Linked DNA regions of Sus scrofa: regions 2 and 3 are each linked to region 1. Evidence: chromatin contacts called from public HiChIP or PLAC-seq data. All regions are on one chromosome and are shown on one strand. The core of a region is the stretch at or near the end of the contact, and the rest is flanking DNA. Distances in the headings are between cores, read along the strand shown. Region 1 holds the start of FZD7 (frizzled-7). Region 2 holds the start of KIAA2012. Region 3 has its middle 51 kb from the start of FZD7.

What was found. HiChIP or PLAC-seq counts read pairs in DNA pulled down with a chosen protein or histone mark.
Region 2: a contact with region 1 is called in an H3K27ac HiChIP or PLAC-seq map of skeletal muscle. The contact joins the promoter of KIAA2012 here to the promoter of FZD7 in region 1. A contact is called at or near these places in 3 of 47 Hi-C or Micro-C datasets (embryonic fibroblasts, omental adipose tissue and skeletal muscle) and 1 of 2 datasets of contacts at active chromatin or transcription factors (skeletal muscle).
Region 3: a contact with region 1 is called in an H3K27ac HiChIP or PLAC-seq map of skeletal muscle. The contact joins the enhancer-like site here to the promoter of FZD7 in region 1. A contact is called at or near these places in 1 of 5 promoter capture datasets (liver), 4 of 47 Hi-C or Micro-C datasets (embryonic fibroblasts, epiblast stem cells, liver and 1 more) and 1 of 2 datasets of contacts at active chromatin or transcription factors (skeletal muscle).

Annotation. Positions count from the first base shown.
Region 1 is chr15:105,642,896-105,645,740 of Sscrofa11.1, reverse strand. It overlaps FZD7 (frizzled-7), which reads right to left and starts at 1,577. Exons shown (of 1, transcript XM_013984388.2): 1 at 1-1,577. The coding sequence starts at 730.
Region 2 is chr15:105,679,548-105,682,486 of Sscrofa11.1, reverse strand. KIAA2012 reads right to left here and starts at 1,284. Exons shown (of 23, transcript XM_005672082.3): 1 at 729-1,284. The coding sequence starts at 812.
Region 3 is chr15:105,591,608-105,594,307 of Sscrofa11.1, reverse strand. No RefSeq gene overlaps it. Among named protein-coding and RNA genes, the nearest start is that of FZD7, 51 kb to the left of the region's middle. Within about 2 kb of position 1,382, at least 19 of the 83 cell types and tissues checked have an H3K27ac peak or open chromatin away from gene starts, as enhancers often do. A contact at or near this core is called in liver and skeletal muscle, where this site is marked.

The DNA of each region.
Region 1 (2,845 bases), core at 328-2,827:
ACATGAGGCCGTTGGCGCGGCCCGGCTCGCAGGGGGCGCCGCAGTCGCGCTCGCCCAGGAAGCGGTAGCCCAGGTAGGGGGGCACCTTGAGCTGGCGGGGGCACGAGAAGGGGAAGGCCGAGCGGCCCCTGCCGTCAGCGGCTCCCGGGGGCAGCGCGGTGAAGGGCAGGTCGGGCATGTAGGGCGCTGTAGGATAGGCGGTGGGCCCGCCGCCTGGGCCCCCGGAGCCGTCGGACGTGTTCTGGCCCACGCAGATCTCGCCGGCGCCGTGCACAGGGAAGTTCTCGCAACGCAGCCGCTCGGGCCATTGGAAGCCGAACTTGTTCATGAGCGCCTCACACCCCTGGCGGGCACGCTCGCACAGAGAACGGCACGGCGGGATGGCCTTATCGAGCACGGTGCACACGGGTGCGTACATGGAGCACAGGAAGAAGCGCAGCTCGGGAGAACACTGCACCTTCACCAGCGGGTAGAACTGGTGCACCTCGAGGCCCGCATCTTCTTGGTTCGTGTGACCCAGCAGGTTGGGCAGGATGGTCTGGTTGTAGGCGATGTCCGTGCACAGAGGGATGGAAATAGGCTGGCAGAAGCCGTGGTCCGGCACTGAGATGCCCTTCTCGCCGTGGTACGGCTGCGCCCCGGCGCCCGCGGGCAGTGCGCCCAGCACTGCAAGCACCATGGTGCACAGGCCCAGAGGCGAGGGCGACGCTGCCGTGCGGGGGCCCCGCATCGCCGGCCGCGGGTGCAGCGGCGCTCTCAGCCCAAGAAACGCGACAAGACAGCCAGGAGAGGCTGGGATCCCGGCAGGCGCCGCCGCGCCGGGCGCATGAGAGTCCTCCCGGCGCCGGGGCCGGGCCGTGGGCGGTGCGGAGCCGAGGGCGCTGTAGCTAGGGTGCTCGCGCCGCAAGGGCGCCGTCGCCGCCGCCGCCTCCGCCCAGCACTCGCGCAGCCGCCGGGGGCCCAAACACGTCTGCCTGGGCCGGGGGCGCCGATGGGGGGGAGACGCCTTTTCCTCGCGCCGGGACGTAACGGTGCGGCTCTTTCTGCGGCGAAGAGCAACAAGCGTCTCCGGTTACCCTTCAAAGTTTGCCCAAGTCTCTTGACTCACAGCGCACAGTAACGCGCGCGCCCCCCGCTTGCGTCTGGGCCCCCGGCGAGCGAGAGCCCGGCGCCGCGGCTTGCTAGCCAAGGCCGCCGCCTCTGCGGTGCTGCTCCGCCTCCTTGCCTCGAGGCTCAGTTCGCCGCCACCTCCTTCTCCGCCGCCTTCTTCTCCACTCCCTGCTCCTTTTTCAGCCCCAAAAGCTTGTCCCCAAGTTTCAGCCAAACGGTTGATTCTCGTTCTGAGTCCTATCGGCGTCTTGGAGCCAAGAGCTCTGCGAGTTCTTTGAAGAAATCCAGTCACACTGCGTCCAAAGCTATGAGGCCCCCGTGCTCGCGGCCTGGGCCTGGCCTCTCCAGTCCCGCGCAGCCCCGGCCGGTGAGTCGCGGCGCCCGCCGCCGCCGCCGCCCGCCGGGAGGGAGCGCAGAGTAACGTCTCGGAGCCCAGCAACTCCGCAGAAGAAGCGTCGCGCTCGCAGGATTCCGGGCCGCCCCGCCCTCTCCCCTCCCCCCATTCACAAACCACTCCGGGGGCGGGCCCTGGAGCTCCAAGACCGCCCAATGGCAGCCTTTGTTTTCTGTGTGGTCGCCTCCGGATTGGGTGGAAGTCGGAAGGGGCGGGCGAGGGAACCCGAGAGGCACAGTCTGCAGCGCTCTGGGCGGATTCCTGAGGGGAGGGGCGGGGGCTGGGAGGGAAAAGTTAAGAAAAACTTTTACCGTGAATTCGCTGGGGGGAGCGGAGGGGGGAACGCACCAGAAAGGGAATTTGCTTGAAAGATTTGTTCCTCTTCCGGGTACTCTAAAATACACATTCCTGAATAGAAGGGCGCACGGGGGAAGTTTACGGGGAGAAGCTGAGAATAGAGCAGCGCCACGGCAGATAGGGACGTGACTCGGAGTCACGTTAGCCCTCCCCGAGCTGAAAATGCTGGGCTTGGCGGGGGACTTTTGGGTAGCGGGGTCCTAAATGAAGGGTTCACTATGGGGCCAGAAAAGGGTGCGCATCGCGGATTGCTTTTCTCTCCCCCGACTCTAACAGACCACGTGAGGCCACAATCCCCTCTCATCCCCGCTCCCAGTTGTAAAAAGGAGGAGGGGCCGCGACCGCGAAGAAATTGGAGTCGGGCGAAGGGGCCGACGTAAGGCGGGAGGAAGTGCAGACCCCTTGGAGGGGAGAGGGTTGGGGAGCCGCGGGCGCTGGGGACCCCGACCCCAAGTCACCCTGCCCGCGAGCACGGCCCAGGGTCTAGCGATCTGGTATAGCTTTAATGGAGCCATAAGAAAACAGTGTTGGGGGAAATGGCTATTAAAAACAAAAAACCTGCGACCCGAGTGCCCAGGAACACTGTACGGTTTAGAGAGAGTATTTATCCTCTTTTTCTTAGTTCTGCGGCGTGTTGGGATCCCATCTTTGTCGCAGAAGCAATGATTTGATCCTTGGAATATGCGTTGAAAAGTTTAAATGGGTATTAGAAACCAAGGGCATTTGCTAATTAGTTTTCAAAACACAAAGAGAAGTTATCCTGTTTTCGGGTAGCGTTTTCCGATTGGCAAGCGTTCTTTTGTTCCCGGTCAAATCTTCGCCCTGCTGAAGGCAATGGGCGCTCGCGCGCGCGCCCTGCTTACTCCCGACGAGATCAGAAGTTAGGAGGGAGGGGGGCCGCTCTCCCTTCTCGCTGGACAGCGAGGAATATCCTGAATTCCCATGCAGGAAAATGACAATGTTGAGAAAGGAAAAATCTGCTTC
Region 2 (2,939 bases), core at 35-2,534, 37 kb before region 1:
GTGAGCTGTGGTGTAGGTTGCAGACGCGGCTCGGATCCCGCGTTGCTGTGGCTCTGGCGTAGGCCGGTGGCTACAGCTCCGATTCAACCCCTAGCCTGGGAACCTCCATATGCCACGGAAGCGGCCCAAGAGATAGCAACAACAACAACAACAACAACAAAAGACAAAAAGACAAAAAAAAAAAAAAAAAAAAAAAAAAAAAAAAAAAATTCTAGTACAACAGGGGAATTTTGCCACCTCTTTGAAAAAATCTTATAAAATGAGGGTGGGGTTTTTTTGTTTTTTGTTTTTTTTGCCTCTATTAAATGTGAGTCCTATGGGTTGAATTCCAGAAGGTTCAAGGAAGCCATTGAACTGGCACGAACATCCTCAACATTTAGACCACAGAGCTAAACACCAAATAGCCACTACCAGCTTGCCTAGAACCCAGGTGGAAATTCTGGTCTTGAACCAACCGTCCCAATTCTAGACAGTCTGGGATCTCCTCCAATCTAAAGCAACTGAAGGCCGTAAGGGGGAGGAGGAGGACCCCTGTGGCATCTCCAAGTGTCAAGCACACTCTCTTATTTTCTTGAATTTCCCCAAGGAAGAGGGAAGCGCGCCCACTGACCCCTGCCCCGCCTCCCCAACACAACAAACCAGAACAGACAGGGCTCAGCCCCAAATGAAGAAATAGAGCCTTCCTCCCCCACCCCCCACCTCTGCCTTTATTCAGCTGTCAGACTCACCTCGGGTTCAAAATAGACTTCTAACTTCTGTTTGTTCTGGACCAACTTCCCGTGTCCCCGGCTCAGGAGAGAGAGGGTGAACATGTTTTGCTTCTGACCACCCTCCTTCAAGGGCAGTTCATCTTGGTTTTGAAGACTGAAAACGGGTCACACCTCAAGATTTCCTGAGCTCAGCAGGGAGCCCAAAAAGCCCACAAACACTGGGCCTTTTATTAAGCACATTTTCCCCTCGTACAGCAGCTTCTTAATAACAACCAGCCCCACAGTTTAGACAGTGTGTGTCTTTGTCGGGAGAGAAAATAAACCGCAAACCCAGACTCCTCAAGCCCTGGATTGTCCACGCTCTGGGCAACCTCTCTCTCCCCTTTGCCCGCACCCTCGTTGTCCCCTGGTTCTGTTGCTCTGTTACCGGCCGTGTGCATCGGCAGGTCTGGGCCCCAGCACCATCCGTCTCATTGTGAGCGGTGGTTGTTTCCTGGTTGCTATGGAAGCACAGGGACGTGAAGTCCCTTCCGCAGGACAGGCAAGGCAGGGACTGCAGAGGGCAGGGTGCACACCCTGCGGGGAGGGAGGGTCAAATGGACATGGAAGGGACCAGGCTCAGATTCCACGTCCTGATTGCAAGGGTATGGGGGCGGGGTGGGGGGGACGGCGGGATGTTTTTCTTTTATGGTACTCATCTTGTTTTAGAGAGTATCTTCCCCCTTCTCCTGACATGTGAGCCTTTCACTGTCAACTAACCATTAACAGACTCAGAGGAGTTGTCTAGGTCACCTAACGCCACCAGTGACGTTTTCCTTGGCTGAGCTCCAGAGGCTCCTCAGCAGGACAGGAGGCGTCTTTCTGGTGGTTGCTGCTTTGCACGAGCGAGTGTGCTTCACTGGGAATCTCCAGAGGCCTTTGCATACCTGGATCTCACTTGGGCAACTTCCATTCCCAGAGGGAGGGGTACTTTCGAGATGTGAGTTGGGGGGCATTTTGATTGTCACTACGACTGTCCCGCTGTCCCGACTAATGAAGAATGGTTCCACTCTGAATGCCAATAGCACCCCTTTTCAGAAACACTGCTATGGCCTGGACTATGGTTCTCCTTGATAATGGCAGTGAGGAGGACAGGACCTGGGGAAGAGGGTCGGGGAATAAAAAGACCCATTTGCTGGTGAGCTAGGACCCTGCTTTGGTCTGGAAAAGCTACCTGCCCTGTCCTCTGTCATTGGAGCCTCCAGAGCCGTCCTATGGGAGTGCCCCCTGCTGATCTGCATGAACCACAGGCCTTTATGGCCCCAACTTTCTTAGGACACTGGCTCAAGAAATAGAGGTGATGGGGTATCATTTGATTGGAGTTTATCATGAGGACTCAATGTAGAGGCTCAAAACTGAATTTAGTCAAAACCGTGATGGATACCACTTCAACACCCATCAGAATGACTATTAACAAAAATTAAAACAAACAAAAACCCCAGAAAATAACAAGTGTTGCTGAGGACATGGAGAAATTGGGACCCTTGTGCATTTTTAGTGGGAATGTCAAACGGTACAATAGCTGTGGAAAACAGTAGAGCAGCTCCTCAAAAAATTAAACACAGAATTACCATAAGATCTCGTAACTCCACTTCTGGGTATATGACCCAAAAGAAGTGAAAACAAGGACTCAAAAAGATATTTGAGCATCCATGTTTATAGCAGCATTATTCACAACAACCAAAATGTGGAAACAATTCAAATGTCTGCTTAGCAGATGACAGATGACTGGATAAACAAAATGTGACTTACACATACAGTAGAATATTATTCAGTCTTGAAAAGGAAAGAAATTTGGATACATTCTACAATATGCACGAACTTTTAAAACATGCTAAATGAAATAACACCCGTCACAAAGGGACAAATGTTGTATGATTCCAATTATATGAGATACGTAGAGTAGTCACATTCATAGAGACAGACAGTAAGACAGTGTTTCCCAGGGGGCGTGGGTGAGGGAATGGAAAGTTTGTGTTTAATAGGTACAGAGTTTCAGTTTTAGAAGATAAAAGAGTTCTGGAGTTGGGTGGTGGTGATAACTGGACAACAATGTGAATGTACGTAGTGCCAATGAATGGCACATTCTAAAATTATTAAAATAATAAATTATATGTTATGCTTCTTTTAGGTTTTGACTTAAAATTTTTAAAAAATATAGAGGAGAGAAAACCCCAAAACACTGAATTT
Region 3 (2,700 bases), core at 133-2,632, 51 kb after region 1:
ATCCTTAACCTGTTGTGCCATCAGGGAACTCCCTCCACCTCTGTCTATGCATTTTGTTTCTGGGCATCTGAAATTCACAGGCAGGAGAGACTAGAGGGCATCAGGGCACAGGTCTGTTACTTCATTTCTCTAGATTCAAATCTCTTCGAGTGCGATTTCACTGGAGAGGATGCCAGAGGTGAACACTCTGGGAAGTTTATTTTTTCTGTTTTTTCCCTCGCCACTTACACAATAACAATGATGAGGCAAGGATAGCAGAGGTGGGAGTTCCCGTCGTGGCGCAGTGGTTAACAAACCCGAATAGGAACCATGAGGTTTCGGGTTCGGTCCCTGCCCTTGCTCAGTGGGTTAAGGATCCGGCGTTGCCGTGAGCTGTGGTGTAGGTTGCAGATGTGGCTTGGATCCCGCGTTGCTGTGGCTCTGGCATAGGCCGGCAGCTACAGCTGCGATTCGACCCCTAGCCTGGGAACCTCCATATGCCAAGGGAGCGGCCCAAGAAATAGCAAAAAGACAAAAAAAAAAAAAAAAAAAAAAAAGGATAGCAGAGGTGGGACCACATAGAGGTTAGCAGTTTGGACTCAGGAGCAGTTTGGACTCAGGGCTGGGCAATGAACCATGGCTCAGTGGTAATGAACCCAACTAGTAGCCATGAGGATGCCCCTTGATCCCTGGCCTTGCTCCATGGGTTAAGGATCTGGCATTGCCGTGAGCTGTGGCATAGGTCGAAGCTGTGGCTCAGATCCTGAGTTGCAGTGGCTGTGGCGTAGGCCAGCGGCTATAGCTCTGATTGGACCCCTAGCCTGGGAACCTCCATATGCCACACATATAGCCCTAAAGAGCAAAAAAAAAAAAAAAAAAAAAAAGGTTCTATACTTCCTGGGGCCAAATTCTAGCCCTTTCATGCTGGGATCTTGGCAAGTTATTTTACCTCAGTGTTCCTGCTTCTTTTTCTATAAAACGAGGATAATAACTGTTCCCACCACAGAGGTTGTTGAGGGGGTTCAGCTAAATGATTCCGATGGCTACCGGGTGCCTGGTTGGCGTTGGTTATTCTTGCCAGCTTCCACGTTGGCTATGGCAGATGTGAGGGCTTCCCTTCTCCCGACACCTGGTAAGAGCCCCATACTCCTGTAGAATATTGGAGAACTGGCCCGTGATCTCCGGCCCCCTCCTCCTTTTTCTTCAGAAATGTGGGATAGTTTAGCAAGTCTGAAAATTGCACAGACACACAAGATCCTGCAGCTGGAGGAAGAGAGGGGGTGTGTGGGCCCCGCCTGGCCGTCGCTGGGTTCCTTGCCAGAATCCGAAGCTCTAAGCGGAGCTGCGTGGCGCACACTGGGCCGTTCACTTTAACAAGCGGGCTCCAAGCAGGCCGCCAGGTGGAAGGACTCTCTGCTCCTCAGAGCAGCCAAACTCCAGTCAGCTTGGCCGGGAGTCAGTCGCCAAGATGGGAAGCAGGCGCTGGAGCCTCACATCTTCTGGAACAGGGGGTTAAGAGGGCCCAGAACAACATTGCAAGGAAGAGGCGGTCCTTTTTTGCCAGATTCTTAAAGGGACCTGCAACCCTGAAAAAGGAAAGAGCCCGTGTCAGAGAGGAAGATGGGACGAAGAAGCCAGGGGCATGTCCCCGCCTGGGATGGTCCTCAGCTGATGATTCGGGGCCCCGCCCGGCGGTCGGTGGTGGAGGATGGTCACCTGTGAGAACGGAATCGGGTCTGGTGGGAAACAGAGCCACGTTGTCTCCTGCTGACAGGCAGTTGGGACAGTAAAGCAAGGATTCTTCTGGTCAAAGACGTGGTCTGGGGTTGATAATATGATGCTAATTAATAATTTGCTAATGGCTCTCTCCTTGAAGCACCCAAGGGTAGAGATCATGACAGATGTGAGTTTCTGGGGATGTCGTGGAAACTTACTGAGAAGACAAAGGCATAGATTTCTTTCTGGGGTGCGGGGGGTGGGGGGCGTTTTCCTTCACTGGATGGTTCACCTGGAGCCCTTCCCCATGTCTCTCCTTCCCCTTCGCCTGCCCCGGTCTCGGCAATAGACGCCCCATGAAGAATGACAGCCACGCCATTTCCACTTACAGGGAATGGGCCGCGTGCCAGGCACCTGTGCTGAGTGTGTTCTAGTTCTTATCTAGGTTAATCCCAACAACACTCTTCCAATGTAGGCATTGTGATTGTTTTGCAGACGAGGAAAGAGAGGCTCAGAGAGGTGAACTTCCCTGCCAAGTGGCACAGCTCGTCCACAGACGAGCCCGGATTCACTGCAGTGTGTGCGGGCTGTCCCGTCCCCTTCCGCTCTTGTCCTACATCACAGACTGGAGGTAAACCTGCTTCCCCGTGGGGGTCTGCCCTAGCGAAAAGGCAGAGGCCACGGGGATAGAGACCAGGACAGCTTCGTCCATGTCTGTGCGCCTTGGGGTATTGTGTAGTGCTGGCGGTGCCATGGCGGTGTGTGTTGGGAGTGTTGTGTGTGTGTTGGAGTGTTGTGAGGGTGTGTGCTGGGGATCGGATGTGACAGGAGGAGTGTACGACTCTGGCTCATGCTTGGTTGGTCCCTCCTTGCCTGGGACTTCATTTCTCCTGCCAAAGTCCCAGCCATCTCTGCTCCCTGCCACCACTGCTGCCCACCCTCGCCCTCCCCCCCCACCCCCCGCAACAACTTAAGGAGAAGGCGCAGCTTGCCTTCCATCACTTT